2 separate regions of the Mus musculus genome follow, and region 2 is linked to region 1. A link is a contact called in public Hi-C data. All regions are on one chromosome and are shown on one strand. Each heading gives the region's core, a stretch centred on a gene start, on an enhancer-like site or on the middle of the called end of the contact. The rest is flanking DNA. Distances are from core to core; before and after follow the strand shown.

What was found. Hi-C and Micro-C count contacts between places; a contact is called where the count stands out from the background.
Region 2: a Hi-C map of muscle stem cells shows a contact between it and region 1, with 2.5 times the contacts expected there. The contact joins the promoter of Sgip1 here to the enhancer-like site in region 1. A contact is called at or near these places in 5 of 484 Hi-C or Micro-C datasets (cortical neurons, muscle stem cells, nephron progenitors and 1 more) and 1 of 9 other capture datasets (liver).

The regions. Positions count from the first base shown.
Region 1 is chr4:102,681,067-102,684,055 of GRCm38.p6, forward strand. No RefSeq gene overlaps it. Among named protein-coding and RNA genes, the nearest start is that of Gm24869, 54 kb to the right of the region's middle. Within about 2 kb of position 1,290, at least 41 of the 459 cell types and tissues checked have an H3K27ac peak or open chromatin away from gene starts, as enhancers often do. A contact at or near this core is called in muscle stem cells, where this site is marked.
Region 2 is chr4:102,758,875-102,761,674 of GRCm38.p6, forward strand. Sgip1 (SH3-domain GRB2-like (endophilin) interacting protein 1) reads left to right here and starts at 1,261. Exons shown (of 26, transcript NM_001285852.1): 1 at 1,261-1,691. The coding sequence starts at 1,682.

The DNA.
Region 1 (2,989 bases), core at 40-2,539:
TGTGAGGTATTCTAAAAGTCTGTTGACATAAAAAGTGTCGATTACTCATCAAATTGTTTACGTTGTGAAAAGTATTATTTCTATTTTTAAAGTGATGGGACTGTGGTTTAGACAAAAGAAGAATATGTCGTCAGTTTTCTGCCTGGAGCTTCTAGCAGTCATCAACATACTCAGCTGTGACCATCTGACTTCTTTGTCCTGAAAGCAAGTTGACTTCCTCTCGTCACTTCTGCACATGTCATGGAAGGGCATTCCAAATTCATCTGAAATGTCTCAGTCTGGAGAAAATAATGTTTTGTAGGGATGCTCTTTGGACCAATGAAGAATTCTTTATTTGTTTTCCGATATTAGCTCCCTCACAAGGCTCCCAGAAGTTCTTTACGCAGCCTTTAGAAACAAAGCCAGGAGCTGGTTCTTTGTGGTACCTCTGCCTTCAAGTTCTCTTATCTTTCCCAAACCTGAGTCTTCATTTTTCAGGAGGAAAGATGCAGCATTCTCTCAATCGTGAAACTCTCTTTCCAGGATCACCCTGGGTTTACTTGTTTTATACCCTATTTTCAGTGCTTCTGTTGGCATATAGCACCAAGAACAGGACTTGTTACTCCACTGGTAGTCTGCTTTCAACTGAATCACACATTTCCATGAATGCAGTCCAAATTGATTAGGTCACTGGGTTCCCAGCACAATAAAGACAGATTTTCTGAGTATAATTCTCCAGTGCTCCAGAATGCTCAGGAAACTCTCATAACTTAACCAGAAATCCTTGGAATTCTTAATTAAAAAGGCATGCTATTAATATCAGTCAAAGCAGTTAATTGAATTTCAGATACATCATCACATGCTTTCACAGGAAATCAACAAGCCACCCAGTTCTGTTTTTCTGTTGAATTTGTTGTCAATCTCCTGCATATCTGAGGGTATTCCCATCATTTGTACTGAGATAGTCATTGCTTTTCATCTGACATCATTTTTAGGAATGTCTCAGTTAGTAGAATATATTAGTAACAGAATTGCAACTTCAAGACTGGAGGACACACTAAGACATGTATTTTATCCCTTTTATTACAAGTTGCAAGAGAACTTTTTTGTGTGTCAATAGGTTGAGCAACTGGGCAACAGTTAAGCCTTTCCTTGCCACACAAGGGAGACTCACAACAGCCTGAAAAATGTTTCTCTAAGGTTCTCAGACATCAGAAGAAATGAAACTTTCAGCCCACGCTGAGTAGCACAGGGCTCAGATTGTCAGAGCACAAGCAGTGTGTGATAACGCTCCCTTGTTTGCATATCATTGCATAGTCAATTTGCATATCTGCAACAGGGGAAAGAGCCAGCTAGATTGTAATCAGCATGAGAACACTTCCTCTTGGCCATCATATTTCACAGATGTTGCATAGTACTGAATACAGCTGGTTGGAGAACTAAACGTATCCATGGCACCCACCCTTCAACGGTAGACACTGGCTGGAATCACCAGGTTTGTATGTCTCCTGCTGGTATCGAGATTCTTTTTCAATGGTAACACTCTTTATATCTTCTACTTCTGTTCCCCATTAAAAGCCCCTCATACCTAGTTCCCTTAGATAAATGTCAGATACTCCTGTTTTGCATCTCTTCATGATTTAGTTGGATAAACTATGTGAGCCAAGTTTCTTTTCATACAACTATTTTCTTCCTTTTTCAAAAATACGGTGTGACTAAGAGCCTTTTCCATCAAGAGAAGGTGGTAGTCAGAAGGCATAAATTCCTAGTCATAAGATGAATAAGTTCTGGCTATCTAACGTAGATAATGTGATTATGATGAATAAAAGCATATTTTATACATGAAATTTGCTAAGAGAGTAATTTTATGTGTTCTTCCACCCATCTAAAAGATAACGAGTTTATTAACTGTGATAATTACTCAATGTATATATACATGACATTATCACTTGTACACTTAGTACAAAAGAGCTCTGCTGGGATGGTGGTGGGGGGAGGTGAATGCATATAGAGACCAGAAGGTGTCAGATGTCTGACTCTGTTGGTCTCCTCCTTACTGATCTCGGTGCTCTCAGATTGGAAAGGACTAACTAGGATGCTGGAATTCATCTGCCTTCTCATCTGCAGTGTGGGTATTTCAGGTCCCCACCTTTTACGTGCAAGCCAGGGACTGGAATTTAGGTCCTCGTACTTAAGATGCAAGCACTTTATAGACTGAGTCATCTCTACAGCCTTACTATACACACTTGTCACTCAAACTTCATAAACAAGAATAGAAGATGGGTGGAACATTTTTCAGGATATTTTGCCAGTATTCTTATTTAATATAAATAAAATCAAAATGTATTTTCTTAATAAGTGCAACCTACACACACACACACACACAACATTAGCATTTTACACTAAGTACAAAAAAGCTCTGCTGGGTTTTTGGTGCATTCACGTGTGTGTGTGTGTGTGTCTCACACGAAAGCATACAGAAACAATTGGAGACAGAACTGATTAGGTGAATTTGGGGTATCACCCCTGACCCACTCTTCCATTTGGACCCTGTCATTCATAATCTATAATAATATTATGCTGTCCTACACAGCCTTTCCCCATACTTTTTCCAACCTGGTAATTAGGCCTCCCTCAATTTCTCCTTATCCAGATGAAGTAAGAACTAATATAAACAAATGAAAGTTTATGGTGCATAGATACACTAAAGGGAAATAAACACAGATCATCAAGAAACTACATCAATGACCTTGCTAACTGGGTGTTTTGTTGTTTGATTATTTATTAGTATGGGGTATATAAAAGCATCAATAAGTTACTATCTTTAAAAAAGATGTTAAAATCAGGTTTTAATATAAAATCAAGGCATGTCTTTTTTGTTGTTTTTTTTTTTTTGTTTTGTTTTCAAGACAGGGTTTCTCTGTATAGCCCTGGCTGTCCTGGAACTCACTTTGTAGACCAGGCTGGCCTCGAACTCACAAATCAGCCTGCCTCTGCCTCCCGAGTGTTG
Region 2 (2,800 bases), core at 11-2,510, 78 kb after region 1:
TTTCATAGCCCCGGCTTTGCTATTCTTCCTTAGTTTAAAGACCTTTCTCTAGCCTTTTCATCATCTGCTCCCTACAGTGATAGGCCTTCCTTACTCGATTCAATTTATTTCTTTTTGCTTTGTTTTAGCCTGGTTAAACCCAGGATCACAGGACACCAGGCCTGGGAGTCCCTCCCTTTGAAGGACTCCTAGGACTTTTGATAGCACTCAGGTGACAGACCCTCAGCTCCACCAGACCTTGTGCCTGAACCTTTCCCCATTCTAGCAAGTTGCCAAGGCCCAGGCTCCGCCCATTCCTCCAGCGCAACCTGGACCGATTGCCTTCCTCTCTGGATTTCCCTTGGGGTGAACGACTGGGCTCCTAGGCGACTGAAGACTGCAGGAGGAGCGTCTTGCAAAACCTGCCATGTAGCAGCGGCTTCAGTTGGCAGCTGTAGCCGAGGCTGCAAGCGAGGCTCCCCACCTGGGGCAGGCGTCTGCCCAGCTCGGCTGGAGGACGCGGTGACGGAGGGCCCCCGCAGCCCCGGGGTCGCGGCTGCGGAGCGGAGTGCGTGGGAGGAGGCGACTCGCGCACGCCTGAGGCGGCCAACGCTTAGACTCTTGCCTTCAATCCCCCTCTCCCGCCTCTCGCCCCAGAAATGAGCTGGAGCATCGCCTGTTTGATTCCAGAGCCCGAATCGGGTGGGTTCTTTTGTTTCTTTGTTTTAATGACAGTTGCCAGCCCTTGGGCATGTCATGCGCAATTAATTTCCTGCTTCCTTTCAAGGCAGCTGGGATGAATTTTTTTTCCTGCATCATCCTTTGGGGGATGGTTGTTTATGATGTGACGTCAGCGAATTGATTTTTCTCTCGTGAATGAGAGGAAGAGACACACAAGGAGAGACAGAGAGACCTAGACAGAGAGACAGGGCGCGGGGGGTGTGGGGGCCAGAGAGACCTAAAGAGAGCGCGAGCCAGCCACAGATGACAGATGTGCACAGAGGCCAAGCGCTGACATTTGAAATTCCTTCAGGTCAAAGTGAGGTTGGAATGGGAGTGTAAACGTGTGTTGCTAAGATCTGGAATTACTAAGAAGTGTTTTCTTAAAAAAATAAGTAAAAGAGAGAAAAACGAAAAAAAAAAAAAAATCCCTGGGATCAGCCTCCTGGGCTTCTTTCTTGCTGGCATCCCCTGTCAGGGTGGCAGTTCAGATCATCGGGCGCCCCAGAGCCGCAATAGGCTTGCAAGGACCACGAGGAGGGGCGGGGGAAGTGCGTCACCAGGTGGGGAAGGGGCTGTGTGTTTGGAGAGGAGCGGGAGGCAGTGGGGGTAGCGAGCAATGGGGACGGGAAATGGGTTCCGTGCGCTCTCCGGGGGTATTGTGTCAGGAGATGCAGGCTGGCTACCATGTGACGCGGTCCAGAGCTGAAGGGATTGGCCGAGGCAGCGCAGGCGGTGCAGCTCGCCGGCTTGCTGTTCCTCTCTGCCTTTCTCTCACAGCATCTTCCTGGGAGACTGTAGGTGAAGCAGCACTAGCTGCATCCATGGCCGGTCTTTCGGGTTAACACTTGTCTCCTTTGGCTTGGCAGCAAGCAGAGCAGACCTCAGCGGCAGCTTTGTGAGGACTTAGCTGGGACCTGGAAGCGTATCCTCCTGTGTTTTTTCTGACTTCTTGGAAAATAAGGAATGCAATTCTGCCACCATGATGGAAGGTAGGATTCCCTCTGCTGTGGTTGGCTGGCTCCAGGCAAGATTTGGGTAGACCAGTATGGAAGAATGCATGCAGCCCGTGGTGTCTGTGTCTAGAACCTGGCTGCCAGGATTTTTGCAAGCAGATACTGCAGCTTGCTTGCAACCGGGCCCAGGCTTAGACTAATGGAATCAAACCACAGGGTTTCTGTCTAGCTCAGAATCTCCACAGCTCCCAGCCTCTTTGAAAAGAGAAAAGCCTAAGTGTTTGCAGAGAGCTGAGGCAGCCAAGAATAAGGTCTCAGAACAAACAAGTTGGGGAAGAAGATAAGGGGTTTCTGTGGAAGGTTAAGCACGCTGGTTAAATCTTTGCAATGGAAAGTATTTTCCGAAATTGATATTAGACAGAAGAGGTCATCGAGAGAGTTATCTATGCTGGCATTTTCAGTGAACTGCTTACATATCTTATAAGATATTCTGATCTTTGAGGTTTGCATTATAGTATTGGAGTGAGGGGTGCAACAAATTTGGTTCATAAACTGGAGTTTTATGAGGGCTGTCATTGCAGCAGAATGAACGATCTAAGAAAAAGACCTGGGCCTCTTTGCTCCTTCATCAGGTTCAGACCAGTTCGTAGAGGAAATGGCTCTTAGTTTAGCATCAAGTGATTAGTTGCTGATTATCTTACTGCATTTAATACTAAGTGTAGGGAGGACCTTCCCCTGGGAGATGCTATTTAAACTACATTTTATTCTACCAGCTTGCCCTTTCCAGTCTAAGATAGTGACAGCCAACATCACCTCAGAAAAAGCAACAAATTGGTCAGAGAAGAAGCAGACAGCTCTATGTTGCCTTTGATTATCTGTTTTCACATTGCAGGATGGGGTAAAACTCCTGGCCTTTCCTAAGATGACAGGCAGAAATTTTGGACCCAGGCTAGATTTTATAATGCAGAACCTAGTGCATAATGGGTCTCAGATCAGCCACAGAAATGTCAGAGGGGCCACCTAAAGCCAAGGTCTGTCCTACCAGTTGCCAATGGTCAATGGACCTTAGCAATTTACCAAACTGGAATAAAAGGGAGATGGTTTCAACAAAACCAGTGAAGCTCCCCTTGTCTCTCCGCCACCCT